2 separate regions of the Gossypium raimondii genome follow, and region 2 is linked to region 1. Evidence: chromatin contacts called from public Hi-C data. All regions are on one chromosome and are shown on one strand. The core of a region is the stretch at or near the end of the contact, and the rest is flanking DNA. Distances in the headings are between cores, read along the strand shown. Region 1 overlaps LOC105773802. Region 2 holds the start of LOC105774299 (probable serine/threonine-protein kinase At1g54610).

Region 1 (4,657 bases), core at 889-3,388:
TCGACCAAGGCTACTATGAACACTTAATTGCTGCTGCAAACAGCTGATGAATGCCCCTTTCCCAAGAGGAGAAATTCGCAAGAGAGCACTGTCTGAAGCATCTAGAACATGACTGGCTTCAACTCGAAATTGGCAAGAGAGCAAGGGAATTTTGGAATGGAAAATAAGAGAGAAAGTGGAGAGAATAGAGGAAATATGTGAATGCTTGAGGTGTGTTTCTAAAATGACCAGCCTAAGGGGGTTTTTATAGCTGAGGAGGGATGCTAAAAATAGCTAAAATTATCAGCCAAAAAGCCCTTCCTTGGCCGGCCACACATGTGGCAAGGTTGATAGTTTCAACTTTGCTAATTTAGGCTTAGGGCAAATCTATAAAGCCACCAATTGTGGAGGGGTTTGAATGCAACTTGAACAAGTCTTCAAAGGCCTCTTTGCAAGCTTAAATAATAAGCTAATAAGCTGATTTGGGTCAGCTCTTGGGACGGTTTTTGGGCTGTCCATTTCTTGGTCGGTTCGGTTCACTCGATTCAGTTCAACTGGACCACTTTTTCATAATTAAATAATAATAATTTATTAACCCAAATTAAATTATATATAAATTAAAATTAATTATATTATGAATTAATACATATAATTTTGCACCATCTTAGGCTGAATTTTAGTTCGCCTCGATACTTCAAATTGCTTCTCGGTTTTACGCTTCTAGCAGTGTGTGCCGTGCCATTTTTCGCCCTTTGTGCAAATCTGTCGAAAATAACCAAAATTCATCAAAATTAATTATAAAATTAACTAAAATTCAACATGTTCATATTTGAAGTGCACTTTAATTATTTTGTAAAAATTAATTATTTTTTCAACAAGAATTTTATCAAAACTGTATGATTTTAAGTTAAAAAGAGTATGTAAAAATGTGTAAATTTTCGTGTTTCCACCTACCACTAGTACTCCATCTTTCTCTCCATCATCTTCTCTGCTTCCGACGAATACTCATGCGATGGTTACTCGGTTTAAAGCTGGCATTTTTAAGCCCAAGGTTTTGTCTGTTGAGGCTATTGAGCCTCGCATGATTGAGGAGGCTTTTTCTACTACAGAATGGCGTGTTGTTGCTCAAGCTAAATATGATGCTCTTATTAATAATTTCACCTGGGATCTTGTTCATTGGCAATTGGGTGTAAATGGCTTTTCAAAGTCAAGAAAAATCTTGATGGCACTACTGCCCGTCGCAAGGCTCGATTAGTCGCAAAAGAATGTTCTCAGGTATCTGGGTATGATTTCCAAGAGACATTCACTCCAGTGGTAAAACCTGCTACTATTTGAGTTATTCTGTCCATTGCAGTCTCAAAAGGATGGCAGCTCCGTCAAGTCGATGTAAACAATGCTTTTTTGAATGGTGATCTTCTTGATGAGGTGTTCATGCAGCAGCCTCCAGGGTATGTCTAATGTGATTCAAGTAGCAAACCTTTGGTTTGTCGTTTGAAGAAAGCTTTATATGGGCTTCATCAGGCTCCGCGTGCTTGGTTTGATAAATTGAAGACTTTTGTTCTTTCTGTTGGCTTTGTTGTATCTAAATCTGATGTGTCTTTGTTTGTTCGAGTTACGACTAGCTTCACTCTCTACGTGCTTGTATATGTGGATGACATTATTATTACCGGAAATGTGCCTGATTGTATAAGTAGTTTTGTTCAGCAGCTGAATGGTAAGTTTTCACTTAAAGATATGGGTGATCTCCATTATTTTCTAGGGATTGAGGTTACTCGTTCGTCAAACGGGTGTCTTCATCTCTGTCAGAAAAAATACATTCACGATCTACTTGACAGGAGTTCTATGTCGCGTGCTAAGAAAGTTCATACTCCAATGGCTAGCTCGTCTACTCTTTCCAAGGATGACGGCGAACGTCTGTATGATCCTACCGAATACAAAAGTCTTGCAAGTGCTTTACAGTATGTGGTTTTTGTGGTTCTAACTCGTCCTGATATTGCTTATGCGGTAAATCGTATCTGCCAGTTCATGCATGCACCTACTGCTGTTCATCTGGTAGCATTAAAACGAATCATGCAATATTTGTGTGGTACAATCGATTATGGGATTGTTTTTCGTCCATCTGAACGGCTTTCTTTAGTTGGTTATGCGGATGCTAACTAGGGGCTGGATTTTGATGATCGATGCTCTACGACGGGCTACTGTGTGTATTTTGGTCACACACCTGTCTCCTGGTGTCCCAAGAAATAGCTGGTTGTTTCACGATCTACGACTGAGTTTGAATATCGGAGTCTTGCTGCAGCTACCAGTGATGCCGCTTGGTTAGTCTCTTTGCTACGAGAGTTACACCTTCAGAGTTTTGATCCACCTGCCATTTGGTGTGACAATTCTAGTGCAGTTGTCGTTGCAGCTAATCATGTTTTACATTCTAAATTCAAACATGTCGAGCTTGATTTATTTTTGGTCGCGAAACGGTAGCCAATGGTTCTGTTATCATTGTTGAGGTTCCTGCCTGTGAACTGGTTGCTGACATTCTTACCAAACCTCTCTGTCTCGTATTTTGATCGATTTCGGGGTCTTCTTAGAGTTTTGCCTCTCGAAAAGTTGGGTGAATGTTAAGAATATGGATAAGAATATGGATTAGAAATTTGCTAGCTAAATTCTGTTATTGTGCTAAATCTATTAGCTATTAGTTTGTTATTTCAACAGTTAAGCTGTTAGCAATAGTAGTTACTCATGTACTCTATAAATACCATTACTATAGTGTAAAACAGGGATAACATTGAATACAAAGTATTCATTCATACTAGATATATTTTCCAATCTTCTCTTATTTTAGTTTTATTCAACCATCACACAATACATTTAACTCACCGAAGGTGTTAATAATGTATAACAAATTATTATGAATTGATTTAAAAATTGTGCTAGTTAACCGTGTATCTATAATAAGTTTTGCAACATTGAATATTTTAATTGATTTTCATATTATTTTATGGCATGTGTTAGTTTATTATATGTTTGCATCATCGTCGTTTAATTTTATCTCCAAATTCATTTATTTGAGAATCAAATCACATTATTTATATATATTCAAAATATGATTCGAATTTCCCCAAGCATAGCAAGGGGCATGATGTAGTAACAAATAAAAACTGAAACATGTTTCACATCTAGATCATTAACAGAATAATTTTGTGCATCCAAGTTGTTTAAAATCTGAGAATGCTTATTTGAATTGTAAATATCAGGAAACCTGAGTTGATTGATGTCTACATATCAACCTATATTTAACTAATGAAAAACAAGTTTCCATGCCTTGTTGGCTGTTTGAAAATCATACTAAACCAGCACGAAATCTTCTCCACATCAACTTCTTTGTTACACTACTCACCGTTATAGGCTCTCATACCTGTGTTCTGCCCTATCAAAAGAAATAGCAAAATTCTTATGTTCTCATACATAAACAAACAACCAAATAACAGAAAAATGTAAATACATACTTGGAAACCAATCTAATTTAAGGAGTATACTGACTTGCATTAACAGGATAAATACCAAAAACCTACAAAGAAATCTATTGCTAAGAAGAATTTGAAGTCCTTAACTGGGATTTCTGCTTTCTTTCCCAATGTTTACTTCCCTTTTTTATTGTACATTTTATAGTTTGAAGCATCAAATGCAGTCAGGAAAGACGAGGGCTGACAAAAAGTCGGTTAAACCGACTTAGTTTAGTCGGTTTGGTCATGTCAGTTCGCTTTTAGTTCATGAAATATATAACCAAGCCGACGGAATCAACAAACATATAACAGATGCATTATTTTTAAATAAAAAATATTCAACCCAAAGTCAACCCAATTACCTATATATAGCCAACCTAGCCAAATTGGTTGGTTATGCGAGTTATCACCAAAATCAGTCAGCTAGTTCGTTACAAGCCTGAAAAGGTCCGTTAAGTCGGTTTTATCTTTTGAACCAAAGCAACTGCTCTCCCCTAGGAAAGAAAACTTTTTAGCATCTTTAGTCTCTAAGGACTCAAACTAGAACAAATTCTCAACCTAACCCAAATTAACATGTTACTTCCTCATAATCTTCCACAAAATTCCAACTTAGTTCAATTCCACACAATGCATAAGAGTTAGTCAGTATAAAAGGCTCCATATAGCATGACTAGGGATAGTAAGATATTGACAACCTAACCCATTCTTTGCAGAGAATCTGTTTCAACATGTTGAATCCATTAGTGTCCAGTCAAATAGCTAATAGACACAGGAGCGGCTGATTGGTAAATGATTAACTTGTTTGGTTTATTAAATCGATTTTCAATTAACAGTTAAAGCCAATTAAACCATAAAAAACCCAATTATCTTTTTTCTAAAGAGCATACTATTAAATGCATTTCAAGTATTTACTACATTTAATACCTTATTCAATATTAAAATAAATATGTTTCATATTTAAATCTCTTTTCAACTGGTTCGGTTCTTTATTCATTACCATCAAAGTGGAACAAGAATTTAGAAAAGCTGAGGTTTAACCTTAACTCTTTACTCTTCAACATAAGCTCAAAGTTTGTAAGAGAAAAAAAAATGATTAATAAAAAGTTATGTCTATGTATGGAATTTGAATGTCAAATCCATAAACCAGCAAATCATTTAGACATTTAACCCTGTCTTTCTTT
Region 2 (4,657 bases), core at 885-3,384, 330 kb before region 1:
GCAAAGATATGATCCGCAGTGCCTTCTGCTGATAAAACATCCTTGTTTCAAGACCGTCAAGTCGAACCTCAATCCTTGCTATCCGTGCCTCTAACATTGCTATTCTGGTTTCCCATGGATGCCATCCAGTTGCCACAGTGTTTGTGACATTTCTGGTCCTTGGTTCATGATCTTCACTTGAAGGTGAATCATCTTCCCATGGTTGATAATTACACATCTTAAGTAACTCAGCTTGCTGCAGTAACAAGCAAAATTCTAACATAGTGGTAAAACAATATAAAAAGTTCACCAAATTAAGTTTCTCGAATAGCTCAATATTCCATAATTCATGTTGCATGTAGAAGATTATAAGGTAAAGATCAAGGTTGAATCCTTTACTTGTTGATGTCTATCCAATAAGGTTAGCCCAGGGTTAGGTTACTGTCACTCAGACTTCTCTTTGCCTGCATTGATTAACTCACAAATGCAAATTCAAACATTGATACCTCAAATTCTGTCATAAAGATCAGATATACTTCTTGAGCCTTAAAAATCTATCCTACTGAAACACCTTATTTTAGGAAAAAGTGAAGTGTATGAATGTATATGAGACACCTTAGTTTTGACAAGGGACTATAGGATTAGGATAGTAACAGAAGCTTCCTGAGCTGACATATAATCGCCAAAAGAAGATAGAATAACCAGCTTGAGTTATAGAAATGGTATTTGCTGCAGATATCAGCTTCTTCAACTGACACCAGGAAATGCATATAAGCTCATAATACTCAAGTTCTAGCATCTGGCTCTGATGGAGTCAAGGGTGGTATGAAACACAAGGAATGTAAATGCCAGACATTTCCAGAATTGGTTTTAACAAGAGCAAACCATCAAACTGCTTTTCAACAAGGAAATTCGCTTGGGAAATCAGATACGTACTCAACCTAAACATTACTAATATATCACATGCATTTTCATGATTACTTTTTAACTTTTAAGTAACAATAATTCAGGACAGCTCACACTTATTTTCAGTGCTTCTACTGTTGTTGCACTATTAAGGAGGCTGTTCAACTAAGGATTTGCATCTCCCCTCAGCTAGCTATCTATACTAGGAGCAATAGTCTCTGTTGTTCTTAGAGTCTTACTGGATAAGTTCTGTTGTTTTGATGTTGGATGTTGATGATTTTCTATTTTCTATATTTTGGAACTGGCTGATGTTGTTGTTGCTGCTATTCCACTAAGAAAGAAGAGATAAAGAATCATCCTTAATTATTGTTCCACTAATTCATTGATTAGAACCAACAAAACCTATTATTATCATGAACTCCCTTTTACACTGCTGCAAATATCTCAGCCAAGCCAATAAAGAACCTAACCTAAGAATCTTGGATTGGACCCATATGATTCTTTCCCTTGTTTGACGCAGCCGAAGGAAAAAGCTTTAAAATGATACCCTAAAAGTTAAATAAACCAAGCAAACAAATTCAAGTGCTCAATTTTTGGCTAAAACAAAGAAAATGCTCAGAACCCAAAACCATTAAAAAGAAAATAAAGGAAAAAAAGACGTGCCTGGAAGAAAGAAAAGTCGTTGTCCTAGAAGCCCAAGGCCTGAATGTCCCCAAGCAAAGGTTAAGGTGAGGCATACAAGCTTCAACAAGTAAAGGAGGAGAGAAAGACGAGGCACAACAAAGCATAAATTTCTTTTGGCTTGGACATTATAGAGGAGCTCAGGGTAGTAATAACAGCTGCAGCAGTGCAGGTGAGAGAGAAATCTGTATCCTCCCTTCCCCCAACAGCTATAGCAGCTGCCGATTGACAAGTCATCCAGATAAGATGGTTGGCACCCTTTCTGTGGTCCCCATAGTCATGACATGACATGGCAAAACCCTATTGGACAGTTTTGCTGTAGATTCCATGATCAAGATCCATTTAAGTTCAATTTGTCACGTGACCTTGCATCTTCCAGGTGGCAAAATGCATTGGTTCACTCATTCCAGTAGCAACACTTGAGCTTTCAAGTTTCAACTATTTGTCTCCCGCCTTAAACAGTTATGATAAATACATTTGGCAATTCCATGAATGGGGGTTTCAAGTTTCACTATTTTTGTCTCAATGAGCGGCAAAAGCGAGACAAAAAGGAATTCCGAAAGGAAATATTCGAATGAAACAAAAAAAGGAAAAGAAAAGAAGAGATCCTTTTGGTTTCACCCATACAGCAAACTTCCAACAATGCCGGCTTAGGACGGCCATTTTTGTCACCTTCTTCTTCTTCTATTTCCTTCTTTTCCTTCTTTAAACTCTTCCAAGTGTCATCTTTTCCCTTTTTATTCTCTTCTTCTTGGCCTTTTCTCTACTTTGTTTCTCATTATTAAACCATCAAGAAGGAGAAGCCTTTTTGGTTGCTGAAACAAAGAAATGGGTTGTGTTCAAGGCAAGAACCCAATGAAATCACCACCTAGGGGCTTAGAGAAGCTAAAAATGGAAAATGGGTATAAAGGAAAAGGAGCATTTGCCGCTCATAGAAGGTCGACTGGTCAGAGGTATACTGATCCAGATCGGGTTCATAGGCCCGAACCGCCAAAAAAGCTTAATGGATTTGGTAGTGCTGATGGTGTTGTTGCCGGTAAAGAAAAAGAGAGTAGCAATGAAACTGTTGAAAGGAGAAATGTTTTGGTTGCTGGAGATGAAATGGTTGACGGATGGCCTAAATGGCTAATTGACAATATCCCTAAAGAGGTTTTGGCTGGTTTGGTTCCAAAAAGTGCCGAGTCGTATGATAAGCTTGATAAGGTAAATCTCTGAGTCTGAACTTTGATGTTACATCTAATTACTCTGGTAACAATGGCTGGCTGACTATCAAATAACTGTAATAAGTAGAATTTGGATTTTCAATAACTTGTTTACAATCTGAAAACGTATGTCCTTTTGTTTAATATGAAATTCCTTGGCTGACATCATTTGGTTGCCAAGAAAGTGATGGAAAGAAAAAGCAATCACTACTATCTTTGATGCTATCCTTCTCTGCTCCAACCTTGGTGAGAATGTTGAACAATCTCAACTTGACAAGGCCAAGTTGGTTGTATTAGGATCTTCTGAGTTGCTCTCATTATATTATTATTATGGTCATCATTATCGTCTTTGATTCCGTGAGTAACTGATGCAACTTAAAACATTATAAACTTATATGGTAAGAAATGCAAATGATGTAAAATTTCTTTATGTTGTTTGGTTATAGATAGGCCAGGGTACCTACAGCAATGTGTATAAAGCTCGAGATAAGGTAACTGGAAAGATAGTTGCCTTGAAGAAGGTCCGTTTTGACACATCAGAACCTGAGAGTGTGAAATTTATGGCACGAGAGATAATGATATTACAGAAGTTGGATCATCCCAATGTAGTGAAGCTTGAGGGATTGGCAACATCAAGAATGCAATATAGTCTTTATCTAGTTTTTGACTTCATGCATTCGGATCTGGCAAGAATCATGTTTCGTCCTGAGGAAAGGCTTACTGAGCCACAGGTTGGATTTCTTTGCCTCTTTACTCTTTCTGGGACTTCAGGAATTGGAGACACTAGTTCAATCAGTTTCTATCTTGAATCCTTGGTGCAGATAAAATGTTACATGCATCAGCTGCTTTCGGGTTTGCAACACTGCCACGAGAGGGGCATTTTACATCGGGATATTAAAGGATCAAATTTGCTGATTGACAAAAGCGGGATGCTAAAGATTGCTGACTTTGGGCTTGCAAATTATTTTTCTCCAAACCGGAAATGTCCTCTCACAAGCCGAGTTGTGACACTATGGTATAGAGCCCCTGAGCTGTTGTTAGGTTCAACAGATTATGGAGTTGGAATTGATCTTTGGAGTGCTGGATGCCTTTTGGGTGAGATGTTTGCAGGGAGGCCAATCATGCCAGGTAGAACAGAGGTAAGGCGTTCTAATATTCTTCACTAATCTGTATAATTCTTGGTGTTACTAGTTTCTCATATTAGAATTTGTTTTGGGGCATCCAGGTTGAGCAACTTCACAAGATTTTCAAGTTGTGCGGTACTCCATCAGAGGCATATTGGAAAAAGTTGAGGCTGTCAACAACTTTCCGACCTCCGCAATCATGCAAACCTAGTTTAGCGGATGCTTTCAGGAACTTTCCTCAGTCTTCCTTGGGTCTTTTAAGCACCCTTCTTGCTTTAGATCCTGCATACCGTGGTTCTGCATCTTCAGCGCTTCAAAATGAAGTATGAATTGGAAACTTATTTAGTACCATTCTATTTTTCTTTTTCTTTCTCTGCCGATGAAAAGGATGGCCTTTGAAACTTTACTCATCTTTATTTTTGTATTGTATCTAGCTTTGTTAGTTTCATTCCATCAGTGCATTGTGACTAACAACACTTGTCGAAATCAGTCTTCAGTATGCAGAAGTTCCTTCTTTCAATGTTGGAAAATAATGATATTACTTTTTCTGCTTCTTTTATATGGTAGAATTGCCAATTCAAAAAATTTATAGAGCTAATGATTTATCAATGGTTAATCAAAGTTTGATGATTAAGTTCAACACAAGTTTGATGTGTTAAAGGAGCCAATGATTCATGTATTCACTCTGTGTTTTAGCCTTAAGAAACACATATGAATTGACTTTGCATTCGCCAAATAAACTTTTCCTTTTCTTCCCCTTTGACT

The links. A called contact is a pair of places that touch in the nucleus more often than the background predicts.
Region 2: a Hi-C map of leaf shows a contact between it and region 1, with 2.2 times the contacts expected there. The contact joins the promoter of LOC105774299 here to the enhancer-like site in region 1. A contact is called at or near these places in 2 of 2 Hi-C or Micro-C datasets (both in leaf).

What each region holds. Positions count from the first base shown.
Region 1 is chr6:28,736,427-28,741,083 of ASM2569854v1, reverse strand. It overlaps LOC105773802, which reads right to left. Exons shown (of 10, transcript XM_052632387.1): 10 at 3,126-3,400. Among protein-coding and RNA genes, the nearest start is that of LOC105773802, 13 kb to the right of the region's middle. Within about 2 kb of position 2,138, the one cell type or tissue checked has open chromatin away from gene starts, as enhancers often do. A contact at or near this core is called in leaf, where this site is marked.
Region 2 is chr6:29,068,218-29,072,874 of ASM2569854v1, reverse strand. It overlaps LOC105774299 (probable serine/threonine-protein kinase At1g54610), which reads left to right and starts at 2,134. Exons shown (of 7, transcript XM_012596745.2): 1 at 2,134-2,769; 2 at 3,215-3,499; 3 at 3,590-3,907; 4 at 3,994-4,215. The coding sequence starts at 2,395. It overlaps LOC105774300 (a long non-coding RNA gene), which reads right to left and starts at 2,136. Exons shown (of 2, transcript XR_008197125.1): 1 at 1,545-2,136; 2 at 1-231.